Linked DNA regions of Mus musculus: region 2 is linked to region 1. The links are chromatin contacts, called in public HiChIP or PLAC-seq maps. All regions are on one chromosome and are shown on one strand. Each heading gives the region's core, a stretch centred on a gene start, on an enhancer-like site or on the middle of the called end of the contact. The rest is flanking DNA. Distances are from core to core; before and after follow the strand shown.

Region 1 (6,568 bases), core at 1,529-4,028:
TAGTTTGTGAGCACACGTTTGTCCAACTTTCCACTGCTCGATGGCTCCTGCCTCCTGGCAACAAATTGAGGCCAAAACCCCTGCCCTGCTGAGGGAGATGCTGGGTTAAAGTCCTTAGGGTATATGCAAGATTGTTAGAGTAAGGCCAGGCAGTGGTGGTGCATGCCTGTAATCCCAGCACTTGGGAGGCAGAGGCAGGTAGATTTCTGAGTTTGAAGCCAGCCTGGTCTACACAGAGTGAGTTCCAGGACAGCCAGGACTGCACAGAGAAACCCTGTCTCGAAAAACATACATACATACATACATACATACATACATACATACATACATACATACATACAAATAAGATTGTTAGAGTAAGGTGTCTGAAATGGTTGAAACACTGTAACACATTGACTAACTAGGCTTTTTTGTTTCTTAAAAGAAAAACATTCTTTTTGAGAACGGGAGCCACTGGCCAGGTCAAGTTTTTACTTTGTTTCTTTTCCTATGTTTTGGAAGCTGCAAGTCCAGTCCTGGGGGTTGGGACCCTGTGGCTGGGCCCCTCTGTGGCTGTCCATTAGGTTCAGCCAGGATTAGTTCTCCTTCCTTTAAAAACCCACTATTTCTCCTTAGAATCTTTTGTTCTCTGAAAAATTCATACATGTGTACAGTGTATTTTGATCATAGTCATCTCAAACTCCCATTTCTGCTCCTCCCCCAACGTGACTCCTCCCACCTTCAAGTCCTTTCAGAGTATGTGCAGACAGCCTTGACTTCCAAGTCTACACCCTTCAGTGGGCCCTCTGCTCTTGTGCATCATCATCATCCCCCTCCCACCCCCACCCCCACCTCCCACCCCCGCTTCCTGTACCTATACACTGTGTTTAAGGCTTACAAACAAGGCTGGGGTGGGTAGTACATGCTTTTTATCTAGCATTTGGGAGCCAGAGAGTGACTGATCTCTGTAAGTTCAAGGCCAGCTTAGTCAACAGAGTAAGTTCCAGGACAGCCAAGGCTATGTAGAGACCCTGCCTCAAAAAAGCACTTATACATATTATTTAATGCTAACTTATATGTATAGGTTACTACCCCATTATAAAGGTAAGGTTTGGCAAGGCTAGTTTGCTTAAGTTAGAGGTTCTTGTGAGTCACAACCCCGTTGGGGGTCAAACAACCCTTCCACAGGGGTCACCTAAGACTTGTAAAACACATTTATATTATGATTCATAATTAGCAAAGTTATAGTTATGAGGTAGCAATGAAATAATGTTATGGTTTGGGGGGGGGGGTCACCATAACAGGAGGAACCGTATTAAAGGGCTGTAGCACTAGGAAAGTTAGAAACCACTGGCTTCAATGGCAAAGCATGACTTGAAAGCTGTTCACTGCCTGCAGAAACTGCTCTTCCCTGTGTTCTAACGTTAGTGCGGTTTTTCTCTGGAATAGCCAGGATTTGCTCTGTCCCTAGTGGATGTGCTACCAAGCTCTGAGAAGGCCTTCTTCAGATTCTGGCTCCTGATGTGAACTCATTTCTGATGGGTAAATCCAGTATAGGGGAACGCAAGATGCTTGGGCTGTGTTCTGTGTGACCTCCCCTGAAGTGTATCCTGTCAGCCAAACTGTTGGTTGTTTTTGTGTCTGATATCGCTTTACAGAAGAATTAAGCCATATTACCAAAGCAGGGCATGATGGTGGAGGGCAGGACCTGATGTGTGTGTGTGGGGGGGGGGGGGGGCGGCATAAGTTTCTTTGAAATGACCGGCCAGGTCAGCTCTCTAATGCCCATTTAAAAAGCCTCGATGAACAATGCCCAGGCAATCAAAACATCAAAACAAAGTAATTATCTGAGCAAATTAGACACTTATTTCTCTCTGGGCTTGGCTTGGAGGCCCAGGGCATGTTGACTTCATGAGTCTTCCACAAAGGAATCCAGAAATAAGATCAGTCATTGACAAGGCCTGAAACAAGCCTTCAGAGGACCCCGGTGATTTTGACTTTGGAGACTCCAGAACAGCAGCGGATGTGATGTAGCAGTGGTTAGACTCGCCTGAGTTAGGCTAGCCTAGGGAATACAGAGCTGATCCTCTGTGGCTACTATTTGGGTCTGAACAGCTGTGGAGCCCAAAGTTATGTAGCTGACACACATGTAGTCTGTAAGTGGCTTTTTTTTTTTTTTTTTTTTTTTTTAAAGAGACTATGAAGCTCTACACACTTCAGTCGTGTGGCTAGCTGCGACCTTGTTATGTAGACCAGGTTGGCCCTGAACTCAAAAGAGTTCTTCCTCCTGAGGGCTGGCATTAAAGGTGTGGGCCACCACCCCTGGGAAACTGTCACCCTTTACATTCTTTTCCAAGGATTTCCCCGATTTGTCAGACTAGTCCTGGGAGTAAACAAAGAGCTCTCACGTGAAAACTGGAGGGGTCAGATTGGATAGAACCTATTTGGTGAAACCTGGCTTTGGGTGGGTTTAGGTGTCAGAAACTGCTTTTAGAGCCAAGGTATCAGATTCTTCATAAAATTCTCAGGCCAAGAAGTGATATTCCCAGGTTGAAATAATACAGCTAGTGGCCTTGTGGCTTTGTATTGGGTTTCTTCCCAAGTCCGTATGGGCAAAAATGGAGTACGTAATGTGGAGTGCACATATAGGGAAGCCGCGCTGGGATAACAGAATACATGAGTCTACACTGTACTGTGAAAGTCCGTGGCCCCCGGAAAGGGCGGGTTTGGCGAGATGGGCGGTCCGGTGGGTGGTATTTTGTTTCCTGCTAGCTTAAGGGGTGGGGCTCAGGGTCTCCATGGAGACAGCTTCTACCCGCCAGACTAGCTTGGAGGAGAACGGCTGGCCTGATGGACGCCGACAGCCTCTTGTTGTCTCTGGAGTTGGCGTCTGGCAGTGGGCAGGGACTCAGCCCTGACCGTCGGGCCTCACTGCTCACGTCCCTTATGCTGGTGAAGCGCGATTACCGCTTCGCGAGGGTCCTTTTCTGGGGCCGCATCCTTGGCCTTGTGGCGGATTACTACATCGCACAGGGCTTGAGTGAGGACCAGCTCGCACCACGCAAGACGCTCTACAGGTGAGGCGACTCTGGCAGATAAGGCTGCAGGAGGATCCCGAAGGGTGTTGGGTGCAACTCCAGCTGGGGAAGGTGGGTGCGCCCAGGACCTACGCAGGAAGCACCTGTGGGTGGGGCTTGAGGAGGGAAATGAGGAGCTTGAGGACTGAGATGTCACGGAACTGTGAGGGTCCTGTGGATCCTGACAGGGTGGGAAAGTGGCCTGGGCAGGGTCCAAGGAGGCAGCATTGTCAGCCTGGATTTGCATGGGAAACTGGTCTAGATGGATTCGTTAGAGACAGAAGGCTAAATAAACTGAGCGGGCACAGAATGTAGAAGTCCCGGAGATGGCAACTGGTGTAGAATTCAGGTTCTAGCTGTGGACTGGATTTGGCTTGGAGAAGTCAGACGCTCTGAGATTTGTACTGAAGCTGTTTAGAAACGTCTCTGGGGAGTGTAGGCTCTGCAGTGGGAGGTGCTCTTTCCTGGAAGTGCAAGACTTGTAAAATGGGGAAAGAGCTGGGGGCAATTCTGCAGTGTAAGCCTCCCAACCTCTTTCGGGGTTCCCTAGGATGCTAGGGGAGCCTATCATGCTATTAAAGCATCCAAGCAGGAGGTATCCGGGGACTTCATTTATCTACCCATGCATCAAACCAGTATTGAAGGAGGATCAGGGGTTCAAGGTCAGTCTCAAATACACAGGGGGTTTGAAGCCCCTCTGGGAATTTGGGGGCTGGAGACATGGCTTAAACCTTAAGAGCACTGGGTACTCTTCTGAACCACTGGGATTCAATCCGTAGCTGGGATTCAATCCGTAGCACGTACACGGAGTTCAGAACTATCTATAACTCCAGTTCTAGGGAACTTCTTAGGACACTGTACACAGCAGGTGCATGTACATACATATAGACAAAATACTCATACACATAAAAATATGTAAAGACCCTGTCTCAAAAAAAATTGCTAAAACTAAGGTATCCTAAAGCGATGCCAAGAGTCCCGGGCTTTTGGAGAAGAGCTAAGCTCGATCAGAGAGCAGCTGCTCCGGGTTCTGAAAGGTGGGCACTTCCCCACAGCTGCGAGCTGGAGAGACCCTCCTGCACTCTGACTGAAGGCTTTCCATGTTTAGGGAAGAGACCGGAAGTAAACTGGACAGAGGCAGCAACCGTCGATCGGGAGAAGTCAAGAGTTTGAGCTTTGTCCGTAGGCCACCAGGGAACACCTACGGGGTCATATCTGAGTGGGCAGATGATCTGAAGTATGGTGGGATGGGCACTTAGAGGTCTTTGTAGTGTCCAGAGGCAAGCGTCTGGAAGGGGGAACTGGCTGAGGGAATGGAGGGGGGGGGGATTTAGGAGAGAGACTGACAGGCTAGACGGAGGTGGCGGAGAGTTCGAGGCTGGTCCAAGCCAAAGGGTCAGCTAAGTGTTGTCACCACTTACTATTGAGAATCTCAGGGCAGCAGGAACCGGCTCAGGCCGGTAATCACAGCACTTGAGATGCTGAGACAGAAGGATTTCAAGGTCAACCTTGGCTACAGTGAGAGACCCTATATCAAATAACAAAACCACTCACAGGCAAAGAGACAAACCTGACCTAACAATAGGCAGAGTAACTGGTATGGAGTGCCTGGGGGCAAAGTATAACCAGGCATATAAAGTACAGTTTGGGAATCCACATTTGGGCTCAAGATAAGGAGACTCGTTTGTGTAAGCATTTGTTGAGTTTCTCTCTCTTCCATCCTGGGCAGAGCTTAAGCATAGGACCTCAAAGCCCACCCCCACAGCGATGCACTTCCTCCAACACGTCCTAAATAGTAGGACTTCCCACGGGTCAAGCATACTCAAGCCACTAGAGGTGTTCTGCCTGCATGTATGCCTGTACACCATGTGTGGACCTGGTGTTTACAGAGGCCAGAAGAGGGCATCGGATCTTCTGCAACTGAAGTTGCAGACAGCTGTGAGCCACCATTTGGGGGCTAGGGAACCAAACCTGGGTCCCCTGGGAGAACAGCAAGTGCTTCTAACTGCTATTTCTCCAGCTCCCCAAAATAGAATAGTTGAAGGAGAGTAGGAAATACACCAAACGGACTGCGTATCAAGTGTTCGGGTGGGCTGTCCTATGGACACCTTGGAGGATCCTGGGGTGAAGGTGTTTTCCTGTAAAAAGGGTGGTGGGAACAGGGCACAAAGGGGGACTGGAGTCCAGCATGTTTGTCTGTTGTTGGCAGCCTGAACTGCACAGAGTGGAGTCTCTTGCCCCCTGCCACAGAGGAGATGGCCATGCAGATATCTGTGGTGAGTGGCCGTTTCATGGGCGACCCTTCACACGAGTATGAACACACAGAGTTGCAGAAGGTTAACGAAGGAGAGAAGGTCTTTGATGAAGAAGTGGTGGTACGTGCAGGGCTGGGGGGAGGTAAGTGCAGGGCTGTGTGTGTATGTGTGTGTGACTGCAGGATTATGTGTGTGTGTGTTTGTGTGTAAGTGCAGGGCTGTGTGTGTGTGTGTAAGTGTAAGTTCAGGGTTCTGTGTGTGTGTGTAAGTGCAGGGCTGTGGGGTGGGGGTGGGGGTAAGTGCAGAGGTGGGGTATGTGCTGTCGGAGGAGTGTGCTGGAAGGGTCTGAACAAATGTCAGTCATGGCTGAGGGTCAATGGGAGAATGTGTGAGGATGGTAGACAAAACCCTAGCGTCCCCCCAGCCCCACAAGCCAACCCCAAATCAAAGCAAGAACAGAGAGTGTCCCAGGGCTAGAGAGATGCTCAGTGATTGAGAGCGCTGGTTCACTGTTCCAGGGCTGGAGAGATGCTCGGTGGTTGAGAGCGCTGACTGCTTTTTCAGAGGATCTGGGTTCCATTCCCAGCACCCATATGGAAACTTACAACTGTCTGTAATTCTAGTTCCAAGGGATCAGTGTCCTTTGACCTCTGTGGGCACCAGGCATGAAAGCAGTACACAGACATACATGCAAGCCAAACACTCATGCACATACAAACTGCATGGTCCTAGCCTGGAAGAAACAAGAGCAAGTCTTACTACGATGATCTAGTGTCATGGCCATCACCATTGCCCAGGTGTGCACTGATTCCCCGGGGAGCTAGGGGCTTTGCCGCTGCACCTGTAGCAGTCCTGACAGCCTTGCATGACTTACCGTCCAGGCGGTGAAGAGGACACTGGAGCTAGTGGCTAAGACCACCTGAGGGACAGGCAAAGAGAGCGGATGGGCAGCTCTTGTAAAACCTGACTTCCCATGGGGCTGGAAAGAAGGGTCTGTCCCATATCCTGTGGACTGGGAGTGTGTATACATGTGGATACTCTTATTGTTATCATCATCATCATTATTATTAATTGTTATTTGGGTATTTTTTTTTGAGACAGGGTTTCTCAGTTTAGCCCTGATTGTCTTGGAACTCACTCTGTAGACCAGGCTGGCCTCGAACTCAGAAATCCACCTGCTTCTCCCTGCCAAGTGCTGGAATTAGTCTTAGCCACTAGCTCCAGTGTCCTCTTCACCACCTGGACGGTAAGTCATGC
Region 2 (6,568 bases), core at 1,870-4,369, 70 kb after region 1:
GGGTGGGGTGTGGATGTGGAGTACAACCCTGAGGACCCAGGAAGGCAACCACCTTCATTTTATGACTTTCTGTCTTTGGTGTCCCTTTGGGGATGTTGCCTCCTTGTCTCATGGCCTGAAAAAACCATATGCCCTTTTCTCCCATACCAGAGTTGGAGGGGGGTCCATCCCTACAGACCCACTCTACCACTGGGGGTTCCATCTCACACTCATGGAGTAGCAAAGGGATCTGATCTCTGGGTGGGGTGGTCAGCCTCGGCTTAGACTTTGACTGTTGTAGCCTGGGACAGAGAGGCTTTGGAGCAGAGCCGAGTTAAGTCCGCCTTGTTCCCAAGTGTGTCCCCGTGTCCCAGTCTACCCTCTGATGTAGCTCAATATTTCCCCAATATGTTCTTTCTTGTTTGCTTGCGGAGCTACAGTTGGTGTCTGTTAATTACAGACAAAAGGAGCCAGCGAAGGAAAGAAACAACCGACCAGGACTTCAGATAGAAGGGGCACTGTGGAGGAGGCATGGAGGAGTGACAGGGACTGGGAGAGGGACCTTTGAAAAGGAACCAAGGCAGTATATCCTGAAGGAAGGGGTGGCCAGCGATGTCGATTTGTATTTTAAAAATGTCCAACATGTCTATATAAACCCAGGAACTGAAACCAGGGAGACAGAGCCGTTAGCAATGATTTACACTGGGGCTTTGGGGGCGGCTTTGAAAGATCTTAGTTTCAAAGAACAGGGACTCAACTCATATGTGGTGGAGACAACAATAGGGGCCAGTGTGTGTGTGTGTGTGTGTGTGTGTGTGTGTGTGTGTGTGTGTGTATGTATTTATTGGTTTCTGCCACTGAGAAGTTCAGGGGTGGGTCTGTCTTTGGCACAGCCTGGACAATATGTCGTCAGGACTTTGGCCTCTGTTGTCCTGTGTGGACTTCCTTCTTTGGCATAATGTCCCCCAGGCAAAGCTCCTAACAGTTACACACACACACACACACACACACACACACACACACACACCTATTCAGCAGCTTTAGAATGGAAAGCTAGTCTTTGTTCCCAGTGGCTTCAGGAAAATCCTGGGACTGCCTTTGATTGGCCAGGGTTGGTCATATGTCCTTTCTGAGCCAGTCACTGTGGTCAAAATGTGCTGGCACTTGAATGGCCAGGTGTAAATCCTATGTCGTGTTATCCCCCTCCCACTCCACCCCCCCACCCCCCAAGGCAGAGTCAGCTCCAGCTAAGCTGCTTTTATTGAGGAGGGCGAGTCCCAGGCACAAAAATGAAATCTGTAGGTTTCCAAGAAAGAGTTCAATGACAATCACATGTAGATGACAGGGCCATTTCTGAAGGGCATGGGCAAGGCCTACTGAGTCACCCTTTCCCAAAGCGGTGAGCATGGGGCAGATAAGACTGTACTTTGAATACTAGAGGTGCCCTTGGGACAAGCTAGTGGGAAATTGGCATAGTTGGTGGTGGCTTAGTAGTTTCCAAGCCGAGACTTGCCATTTGCTTTATTACTTAATTTTTGAAAAAAAAAAAAAAAGTATGTGCCTCAGTTTCCCTCCTGAGAACTGGGCTGATATAGGGATGGTGTTTATTTCTTAGGGATCATCTACCATAAGGGGTTGGCTCCCTTCCTGGGAAAGTCGAGGAAGGTTTGCTATTAGTGTGGTGGCCTTGATCTTCCAGGGTTGACTGCCCTTGAGTCCTGTGTAGTTACATCCCCAGGACTGGCCCCAGAACTCAGTAACATGTTGCCTATAGGCAATATTCTGCCTATAGGGATGGAAGGAAGAAGGGAGACCCTGTTAGTGGGGTGTGGTCATGGGGGAATCCTGACGGGGCTGGGTCAAAGCTAATGCGGAGCATGACAGAAAGGCAGATAGATGGTGGAGAGGGGACAGGAGGGCCTGGCCTTCTCGCCAGATGGCTGATTTGCCTAGAGCCAGCAGGGGTCACTGCAGATCTAAGTAACTTTAGCAAGGTAGTGGGCCTCTTGCATCATTACCTGTCTGCATAGCCAGGGTGCAGGACCAGTTCTGGACAGGTGCTTGAGGTTTGCCTCATGTAGTTGAAAGTGACTATCTTGGTCATCTGGCCCTGATGTCCTTGTAGGCCTCCACAGCTGCCTGAGCTCATGGCCTACTGAGCCCAGCTTCCAGCAGGACCTGGAAAGTCTCTAGGGATGCCTTCTATAGAAGCCACCTGGGCCCAAGGCATCTCTCTTCTTGTTCTGGCTCAGCAGGTTGGTAACCAAGGATAGGAAACGTGTAAACCTCATTTTATCAAGGTCCCCTGAGTTTATCTGCACCTGTGTTGCCACAAATGCTTAGCGAAACACCAGTTTACAGTCCTATCTGGGTTAGAGGGCATGTGGGTCCTAGGGAGGTTCATGTCTCAACTGCACCCCTCCCCCACTTACTATAAAGTAGAGTGAAACATGTTTCCTCTAAGATAATGCAAAGAACAAGTGCACAGAGAATGATGTAATTGTATTCTAATAAAAATTATTATTTAAAAAAGTGCACAGAAGAAAATTTCCTTCCCTAAGCTTGACAGAGGGGCTCAGTTCTTCTGGAAGAGTTCCAACAGAAAAGGCCCCCTTAGGACAGGTGGGATGGCTCAGAGGGCAAAGGTGCTTCATGCCAGGTCTGACCAACTGAAGTGCAAGACCCAGAACACACATGATGGGAGAACTGACCAGATTAAAACTAATGTGTGTAATAAAATAAGAAAAGCTCATTTAGAAGTCCTCTCATCTAACGCCCCGTCTCTGCTTTCATTAAAAAAGAAAGGTTGGTAGGGGTTTGAGGAAACTAACTCGCACTGAGGGTGGGGACATCTGGACCGTCGTGGTAGAAGGAAGGAAGCAGGCTCCCAAATGTGAGCTCCTGAGGTTCCATAGCAAGCAAGGCACTGGGAGAGCTCCCAGCCCCTGGCTCCCAGCCAGGAGTCTTCACCCCACCCCACCCTACCCCACCTCCCTCCCCCAAACACACACTCTCTACCCGTCCATCCTCCGGGTCTGGATGCCAAAAGTCTGGAATAGAGCCTGTGCCCTATACACACAAGGCTGCGGTTTCCTCTGTGTGACCCGCAGGCTACCCGGAGGGTGTGGGTGTCGAGCGCGCGCACCAAGGTTGTGTAACAAGCTCCCGGCTTGTGTGCACGCGCTGTGTAACCTGATGCAACAGGGAAGTTTGCGGTCCCGTGAGCTGGGGTGTGGGCGCTTGGCTGGTGGCCAAACCACAAGGACTATTTGACTTACGGCTGTGGAGGAGGCTGCGTTTGGGGGTCGTGGGGCTGTCTACGTCAGGGCTTGTCTGGCTTGCATTGCCCACATCCTGGTCCTTGTGGGCACAGGACTGGGAATGGGGCTGCCTGGTCAGGTGGTGTTGGGGAGAGACTAGTAGACAAGGAATGGTCCCATGTTAGCATGCTGTTGTGACGGGTGGAGAACCGGCTGACTTCCGCCCTGCCCTCGGTGTTTTCCAAGAGCTAACTCTCCTGCCAGTTCCACCTATCTGTCCTGCAGACCTGCACCTCTTACCTCAGATTCAAGTCTTTCTTCTATGCAGCAGTATCTGTCTTTCCTTCCTCTAGCCACTGGAGACCTACATCCCTGTCTCTGTGGACTAGGCTTTCCCCGCACACCTATGTGTGAAGCAGAATGAGGGGAAAGGTTAAAGGGCAAACGCTAATGTTGCCCGTCCAGTTTCTCTAACCCTGTCAGCTCACTACCATTTTGAGCCAAGTGCCTAAGAATGATGTAGGTTCTTCTTGCCTCCCTGGACCCATCTGGAAGGGGGAGTCTTTGCCCTCCCTCCATGGGGCTGACAAAAGGGTCGCTCAGGGACATGGAACTAAAGGGTCCAGGAAGGGATTTGAATGGGAGTTGCCCTTGCTTTTTTTGTCCCCTACCTATACCATCTCACAGATGCCACAGGCACTTCGGAGAGCAAGGGCCCTGGAAGACATGACTAAGAAAGGCATGGCACTGTCTTGCCCGCCCTGGTGAGGGGTGGGTCCACGGCCACGAGTGTATCTTTGATGAAGAGAGATGGGGTTTACGTTTTTATATTCTATTTATTTTTTATTTATTTGCCGCGCGCGCGTGTGTGTGTGTGTGTGTGTGTGTGTGTATGATGCGTGTGGTGCATACATCCCACAGCATGAAACTCAGAGGACCTCCTGCCTCCATCTCTCAACTTCTGAGATTACATACGTTGTGGTCCACCATGCCTGGTTTATATGTTGGCGATCGAACCCAGGGCTTTCTGACTGCCAGGGAAGAGCTCAACCCACTGAGCTCCATCCTCAGACCATGGTCTGGTTCTGTTTGTTTGTTTTTGTTTTTACCTTTACCCACCTATGCTATCCCTTAGAGAGATACTTTCCTTGTGGGCGGCCAGTGGGTACCAGAGAAGCAGGGCTAGATAAAGTGGGGAGGGAATCTGTGTCCAACCCCTCTTTTTTCTCTGGCTGAGTGGCACCTGGCACTGTGACGCTCCTCTCCGTGCTCCCAGGATGACTTGGGTCTCCACCACTCTATTCTGCACTGTCTGTGTGTTGACGACCTGTCTAGGTGCTGACGTAGAACAACCAGAACACCTGAGATGGCACTCTCGGTGTGTCAACCCTCACATACACACAGCCAGGCAGACAAGAAAGCTGTCAGAGCAAACAGAAGCCCAGAGAGGGTAGGTACTGAGCTCAAATGTAAATGGCAGACGTAGTCTAGCCACATCTATCTTAGCATCCTCAAATATGAGCCTGAGGGTCTGGGTCATAAAAACAGAGATCTACTTATGTCCTCATGTGCTCCACATCTGTCTCCCAGATGGCTCAGAACACTGCTGGATGGATGGGATGATGCCGTGTAGATGTCATGGGTAGGGACTTCATCTTATTCACATCCCCCAAGCCCCCACTGATGCTTTAGAGGCTTTAGAGAAATGTTTCTGGAAAGGAGGCGCCTTTCGGGAGCCACTGAGATGGCTCAGTGGGTGAAGGGGGCTTGCCACCCAGCCTGACGACCTGGGTTCAGTTCCTGGAACCCACACAGTAGAGGAGAGAACTGATTCCTGCAAATTAACCTCTGATCTCCATCCATGTGCTGTGACACGAATGCTTTCATACATGTGCACACATATATACAATAAATCAAGATGAAAAGAGTATTAAGAAAAAAAAAAAGGAATGATCCATTGGGTGGAGATGTCCCCAGGGCTTGGTTTGGGATTGTTCATTATCTGCTCCACAAGACCTGGCTCAGTCACAGTGTACGTAGGCTCTGGGAACCAGTGCCAGGCCTTCAGCCAGGGGAGACGGGGAAGAATTCTCTACAGTCTGGGTTGCTGCCTCTGTGTAGACTGTGGGCACAAGGTAGTTACCTGGGAGGAAAGGATGAGAGAAAGATTGGAAACTAAGTAGCTCCTGGAGGTGAATAATTTCTTTGTATCCAAATGCAGGCAACAGAAACCAGAAACAGAGCGCCTGTGTGTGGCCTAGAGGAGTGCTCAGTGCGTCTTTAGTGAGTCATCACAGGAGGGACTCAAGGAGCTGAAGTTCCTTGAAGGAAGGCCCAGGCCATAATTTCTGTTGTCATTTTAGCCCTTAGCAATGGTCCAGAGCAGGATCTGATATGTTTGATAACTGACTCTCTGACAGAGCAAACAAATTAGCACTAAGGTGCATGATAGTGGACAGAAAGAGTAGTCATAGAAAATAGCCCGAAGCTCTGGCAGACCAGACCAGTGAGGCAGAGTTCAAGGCTGGACCCAGGAGCAGATGTCAGAGAAGTAAGACAAGCGCCTGGCTAAGACGCGGAGCTGGACTCCCACAATGCTTTGTAGAGGATCTTTTGGGACACCTGTGTTTATGGGTCACTTATATGTTCGAGTCTTTTCTGAGCTTTGTTTTTTGTTTTTTGTTTTTTAGGTTTTGTTTTTGTTTTTGTTTTTTGAGACACGGTTTCTCTAGGTAGCCTTGGCTGTCCTGGAACTCACTCTGTATACCAAGCTGGCCTTGGACTCAGAGATCCACCTGCTTCTGCCTCCTGAGTGCCAAGGTAAAGGCGTGCATCACCACTACCAGGCCTCTTCTGAGCTCTTTACCCAGATCGTGTCTTTATCTTTCCAGAAACACACAAAACATCTGTACCGTTCCCCCAGTGTTAAAGAAGACAGCCCAAAGCCAGGCGTGATGATGCACGCCTTTAATCCCAGCACTTGGGAGGCAGAGGCAGGCGAATTTCTGAGTTCGAGGCCAGCCTGGTCTACAGGGTCTACAGAGTGAGTTCCAGGACAGCCAGGGCTACACAGAGAAACCCTGTCTCGAAAACAAAAACAAAAACAAAAACAAAAACAAAAACAAAAACAAAAACAAAAACCAAACCAAACCAAACCAAAACAAAACAAAACAAAACAAAACAAAAGGCAGTCCAAGACACAGGTTGTGTGGACTGCCTGAGGTTACATAGAGCAAAAAGCAAGCACAGAGTTGTACTGGCTCTCTGGGAAGAGCAATAGCTACTCGCTGTGTGCAGTGTGCATAGGGAAACGGGCTTAGTGTTTGGGT

What was found. HiChIP or PLAC-seq counts read pairs in DNA pulled down with a chosen protein or histone mark.
Region 2: an H3K27ac HiChIP or PLAC-seq map of embryonic stem cells shows a contact between it and region 1, with 6 read pairs. The contact joins the enhancer-like site here to the promoter of Rsph9 in region 1. A contact is called at or near these places in 1 of 39 promoter capture datasets (liver), 1 of 15 datasets of contacts at CTCF or cohesin (large pre-B cells), 12 of 484 Hi-C or Micro-C datasets (the N1E-115 cell line, embryonic stem cells, large pre-B cells and 3 more), 7 of 115 datasets of contacts at active chromatin or transcription factors (double positive thymocytes, effector CD8 T cells, embryonic fibroblasts and 4 more) and 3 of 9 other capture datasets (adipose tissue, embryonic stem cells and liver).

What each region holds. Positions count from the first base shown.
Region 1 is chr17:46,140,410-46,146,977 of GRCm38.p6, reverse strand. It overlaps Rsph9 (radial spoke head 9 homolog (Chlamydomonas)), which reads left to right and starts at 2,778. Exons shown (of 5, transcript NM_029338.4): 1 at 2,778-3,056; 2 at 5,266-5,431. The coding sequence starts at 2,830.
Region 2 is chr17:46,070,687-46,077,254 of GRCm38.p6, reverse strand. No RefSeq gene overlaps it. Among named protein-coding and RNA genes, the nearest start is that of Mrps18a, 37 kb to the left of the region's middle. Within about 2 kb of position 3,119, at least 230 of the 459 cell types and tissues checked have an H3K27ac peak or open chromatin away from gene starts, as enhancers often do. A contact at or near this core is called in the N1E-115 cell line, adipose tissue, effector CD8 T cells and 7 more, where this site is marked.